Regions from separate parts of the Rattus norvegicus genome. Here region 2 is linked to region 1. Evidence: chromatin contacts called from public Hi-C data. All regions are on one chromosome and are shown on one strand. Each heading gives the region's core, a stretch centred on a gene start, on an enhancer-like site or on the middle of the called end of the contact. The rest is flanking DNA. Distances are from core to core; before and after follow the strand shown. Region 1 holds the start of Pcdhga12 (protocadherin gamma subfamily A, 12). Region 2 overlaps Diaph1 (diaphanous-related formin 1).

The links. A called contact is a pair of places that touch in the nucleus more often than the background predicts.
Region 2: a Hi-C map of prefrontal cortex shows a contact between it and region 1, with 5 times the contacts expected there. The contact joins the enhancer-like site here to the promoter of Pcdhga12 in region 1. A contact is called at or near these places in 11 of 12 Hi-C or Micro-C datasets (the A7r5 cell line, the Rat2 cell line, frontal cortex and 6 more).

What each region holds. Positions count from the first base shown.
Region 1 is chr18:29,842,606-29,845,305 of GRCr8, forward strand. Pcdhga12 (protocadherin gamma subfamily A, 12) reads left to right here and starts at 1,292. Exons shown (of 4, transcript NM_001037337.1): 1 at 1,292-2,700. The coding sequence starts at 1,479. The region is part of intron 1 of Pcdhga1 (protocadherin gamma subfamily A, 1); the gene reads left to right. The region is part of intron 1 of Pcdhga2 (protocadherin gamma subfamily A, 2); the gene reads left to right. The region is part of intron 1 of Pcdhga3 (protocadherin gamma subfamily A, 3); the gene reads left to right. It also overlaps Pcdhga5, Pcdhga7, Pcdhga8, Pcdhga9, Pcdhga10 and Pcdhgb7, and 2 more genes.
Region 2 is chr18:29,928,883-29,931,582 of GRCr8, forward strand. It overlaps Diaph1 (diaphanous-related formin 1), which reads right to left. Exons shown (of 28, transcript NM_001107393.3): 25 at 2,102-2,266; 26 at 1,863-1,998. Among named protein-coding and RNA genes, the nearest start is that of Pcdhgc5, 32 kb to the left of the region's middle. Within about 2 kb of position 1,274, at least 16 of the 93 cell types and tissues checked have an H3K27ac peak or open chromatin away from gene starts, as enhancers often do. A contact at or near this core is called in prefrontal cortex, where this site is marked.

The DNA.
Region 1 (2,700 bases), core at 42-2,541:
GCACATCTGGTAGTCAGAGGACAACTTTGGGAGCCAGGTCTCTGTTTCTACCATTGTGGGTTCCAGAAATGGAATTTTGCCATCTGACCCCCAGAGTGAGCTTCAGTTTTACCTGGTGGTGGCCTTGGCTTTAGTCTCAGTGCTCTTTCTTTTCGTTGTGATTCTGGCCATCACCCTTCGCCTTCGGCAGTCCCAGGGTCCTGCTGGTTAGGCTTGGCAGCAAGCACCTTTACTGCCTGAGCCGTCTCTCGGTGATCCTGCTCAAATATTTTTAGCTGAGCTATACTTTTGACTTTCTGCGGTAGTTTCTTGGGAGATCAGTATCTTGATCTTTTTCTGTATTAATTATAAACTGAGAAATAATATATACAAAAAGTTTTCAAAATTATGTGATAATAATTTGGTAATAGTATTCAGATATAGCAGGGGTTCTTTTAATCTCACTTTTATGTCTTATGAGTAAGTTTTCTTCTAATCTTATTTTATGGCTACCAGAGACTGGAGGGTAGCTCAATTAGAGTTTATAATTGCACATTGGTGATAACCTAACGCTCACTGTCCAGCAGCCGTCACCAAAAAGAGCCTCTTCTCCAATATCGTTTCTATTCCCATGAAAAATGTCCAGACAATCGACTCCTAGAATCTTTTCTGCATTCTGATGTGCTTCTAAATGTATGGCCAGTAGTTCTCAGTTATTAGAATTACCCAGGAGAAGGAAAATTTATCGTATAATTCGGGTTACTAATTTTCTTTCACTAAGTCTCAATTCCAAATGTCCTTTTTGCAATACAGTACATCTGTATAATTGTGTAATGCTATCTCCAGTTCACGTTAATGCAGGTCGGAGTCTTTCCACTCACTCTAACGGGGTTAATCATCTCCATTGCTTGATTAACTGCCACGTACGAATCTGATAATGTGTACTATAAGAGTTCTCATGCTTGGTTTTCATATGATTGTGAAATTTTGTTTTCAGCATTAAATTCCAACTTGTTACAATAGTTCTTCCCTTTAGGAATTTTCAAGAAATCTATTGAAAATCTTGTCTGATTGAAAATATATGGGGGGGGACTACTGAAAATAATTCAAAGTGAATTGAAGGGCGGGGGGAATTGGGGCACCGAAATGATCTCTCAACTGCCCAGTATGGTTTCGTCTTCTGTTTCCATCTCCACATGAAAAACAGTAGGTGGAGCTATTTAAGGTTCACAGCCCAAAAATCCTCTCCCGGAGTTCACGACTGTGCAGTAATCGATTCGGACTCTGAGCGCCGCTGTTCACCCACGGGGAGGAAAAGGCAGCGAAGCCCAGCCCGCGTTGCACGAGCCTAAAGCACAATGCGGATAGATTGAGACAAAACACCTCTAGGAGCAAACTGGCCTGGAGTCCCACCTCCTAACTGTCGTGCTCCGAGCCTTCAAAAGCGGATTCTGGTTTCAGTGGTCAGAGGCAGAATTGGAAATCATCCTCAACTGACAATGATCCCCATGCAAAGGCCGGAGGACTGCAAAGGGCTGGTATTCCTGGGAGTCTTCTTCGGGATGCTGTGGGAAGCCGGATCCACCCAGATACGCTATTCCGTTCCGGAGGAGCTGGAGAAAGGATCTAGGGTGGGCAACATCTCCAAGGATCTGGGGCTGGAGCCCCGCGAGCTGGCGGAGCGAGGGGTCCGCATCGTCTCCAGAGGTAGGGCTCAACTTTTCGCTCTAAACCCTCGAAGCGGCAGCTTGGTCACCGCGGGCAAGATAGACCGGGAGGAGCTGTGTATGGGGTCCATCAAGTGTCAGTTAAATCTAGAGATTCTAATGGAAGATATAGGGAAAATATACGGAGTAGAAATAGAAGTGAGGGACATTAACGACAACGCACCCTACTTCCGTGAAAGTGAATTAGAAATAAAAATGAGTGAAAACGCCGCCGCTGGAATGCGATTCCCTCTTCCCCACGCTTGGGATCCAGATATCGGGAAGAACTCTCTTCAGAGCTACCAGCTCAGCCCGAATGCTCACTTCTCGCTCGAGGTGCAGAAGGGAGCTGATGGTAACAAGTACCCAGAATTGGTGCTGGAGAGCTCGCTGGACCGGGAGGAAAAGGCCGCTCACCTCCTAGTCCTCACCGCTTCGGACGCGGGAGACCCGGTTCGCTCCGGCACGGCGCGCATCCTTGTGACGGTCCTAGATGCAAATGACAACGCGCCAGCGTTTGCTCGGTCCGAGTACCGCGTGAATGTGCGGGAGAACGTGGCCGTGGGCACTCAGCTGCTGCTGGTCAACGCCACCGACCGGGACGAAGGATCCAATGCGGAAGTGATCTATTCCTTCCGGTATGTAGATGACAAGGCAGCTAAAGTTTTCAAGCTAGACAGTAATTTGGGAACAATATCAACAATAGGGGAGCTGAACCATGAAGAATCGGGGTTCTACGAGATGGAAGTGCAAGCAACAGATAACGCGGGATTTTCTGCACGGGCCAAGGTCCTGGTCACAGTTCTGGACGTGAACGACAATGCCCCTGAAGTAGCCATCACCTCCCTCAACAGCCCCGTTCCAGAAAACTCTCCCCGAGGGACATTAATAGCCCTTTTAAATGTAAATGACCAAGATTCTGGGGAAAATGGACAGGTAATCTGTTCCATCCAAGAGAATCTGCCCTTTAAATTAGAAAAGTCTTACGGAAACTACTATAGTTTACTCACAGATG
Region 2 (2,700 bases), core at 24-2,523, 86 kb after region 1:
CATGCTTACTTTCCCTGTGTCGGTTTATAAACTGCCTTAAGACAGTCACTGCCTGTCAGTGTGAATCCTGAGGGACTGTTGCAATGTCATCCTACCCACACTAATCAGGACCAGCACACAGACTCTTTTTTTTTTTTTTAAATATTTTATTTATTTATTATATATTATGGTTACACTGTCGCTATCTTCAGACACACCAGAAGAGGGCATCAGACTCATTTCAGATGGTTGTGAGCCATCATGTGGTTGCTGGGATTTGAACTCAGGACCTTGGGAAGAGCAGTCGGTGCTCTTAACCACTGAGCCATCTCTCCAGCCCCAGCACACAGACTCTTAACACTAACTCTAAGACCTGAGCAGGCAGAGGCCATGCTTATGAATCAAAAGGCAGCTATGCCAGGCAAAGCTACCATGTCTGTAACCCCAGGAGAGGCAGGAAGATGTGGAGTTTGAAGCTAGCCTGGGCTAAGTAGGAAGAATTATGTGTATATGTGTGTGTGGGGGGGGTTGTGGGGGTTAGCAACTATTATAATTATTATCAATCTCAGTGTTTCACTCCAGTCCACATCAACGACTGAGGGCCTGGTCTTCAGGAGGGCTAAGGAAGAGAACCCACTGGTCAAGACTGAATTTCGTGTTACTACTGCTTCCAGTGGTTGCATCTTCCTGAACATAACTCTGCACATGACAAGCTGAAAGCAGCCTGGCTGGAATGCAAAGAGTTAAGGTAGAATCCCAGTTCTAGCCAGGCTCAGTTTCCATGGTAACAGCTCAGGATAGTGAAATCTGAAACTGAAATCCCAAGGAGCTGGTTGGCTACTAGCTGAAGACTAGGGTTCATTACTGCCAGCGCCATCTGCTGTCTGCACATCACCAGTGCAGCTGACCTACATTCAATTTCATTTGCTTGACCCAGGCACTTAGAATAGGGTAAGGTCCACTACGCCATCTGCTGGCTGGGTTATAGCCCTTATCCCAAATGTCCTTTGGACTCCACCTTGCTCCCATTACTTCTTAGACAATATAGAAAGGGTAAAGCCCTGGAGGCCCAGGGAGAACAGTGAGGAAATGATGAACACTTGGTATAAATTTTAACAGTTTTATGGGAACAAAGTTGATGGCTTAAATACAACTGAGACAAAGGCAAGAAACTACTCTCAAGGACTCTGGGAGCAAACCATGTTGGTCTTTACTGTTTCTGCTCAGCAAATTTTTAAGACTTGACAGATTCAAGAACTCCTCACTTTCAGGGGCTTATGGGCCTTACAGATCAGCTCAGGGCCATGTGCAATGTATGCTGCATTTACTGTATTTCCGCTGCCCAAAGGAGCAGTGGGGGCGGGGAATCCTCAGCAGGAAAGAAGCAGAGACAGGAAACAGAGGGCCAGTAATTGAGACCATATGCTCAAACAAAGACATGTTTCTGCTGGAGAAAGAGTGGCCAGCTTTTCACCCCCTTCTAGGAAAGTTCAATCCATTTATGATCTCAGACATGCACACAACATTCTATGAGGTAATAGGAATAGGAATTGGTGAAATAAGAGGAGAGGAGAGCTACTACAAGACGGAGGAGTCAGAGAAACATTTTGGAAACCCCAAATATTTAGCAGGAATGAGGACAGGTCAGGGAACGTTTTTTGACAGGTAGAAGAGTTAAGTGTGGCAGCAATTCCCAAATCACAAGGGTGGTAAGATATAATCCAAGAACCAGCAAAGGAGAGGAAAAGGAAAACATGTTAAAATCCAGCATCCGGAGCTTGGAGGCAGAAGGCTGCCAAAAGCCATTTGCCAAGAGCTCCGTTTAGACCCGAATACCCTGTGTTCCAGACAGAGAACCTTCCAGTGCCCTTTCCACTACTCACCTGCATTCATGTCTATGAGCTGCTCTCGCTTCTGCTGCTTCTCCAGTCGCTCTTTTTCCGCCTTTTCCTTGGCTAGTTTTGCTCTCCTCATCTTTTCTTCTGTTTCCCGGCGCTTCTGGTTCTCCTTGACTGCTTGCTGGAGAAGGGGAGGGAGACCAGATGGAGGATATGTGGAAACATGTAAATCCACCAGGAAACATTAGGAACCCCATGAAAAATAGCAGTTCATGCTTGCTCACCAAAAACATATTCCTAAAGTTGTGCAGATCCATAAAAAATTCTTCTACAGACAACTTCTTAGGGTCAAAGACGAAGTAGTCGCCTAGCTCCTTATAGAGAGTCTCCATGTTGGAGTGCATCATCCGTAGCTTGTTATACTGTTCCTGTGCATCCTTCACAAAGCTGTGCAGCCAGGAGTAAAGGAGCAAGACCAAGAAGCCGACCCACGATGGGGGTGGTGATGGCACACACCTTTAATCCCAGCAGAGGCAGATGGATCGCTGAGTGCTCGAGGCCAGTGTGGTTAACAGAGAGAGCTCCAGGACAGCCAGAGCTACACAGAGAAACCCTGTCTTGAAAAACCAACCAACCAACCAACCAACAAAACAAACAAAAAAACCAAGTAACAACAACAACAACCAAAAAGAAACAGACCCAGGTCAGAAACAAAAACAAAAGTAACAGGCCTAGGTTGGAGAACCATTCAAAGATGCACCATACACCTACACAGGGTGCACCATATAGTCCTGTTCATGACAGAACAGAAGTGCCGTAAGTACTGGTAAGAAGATAATGGCTAACCGTAAGCTATGGTTTACCCATACAATAGAAATTACAT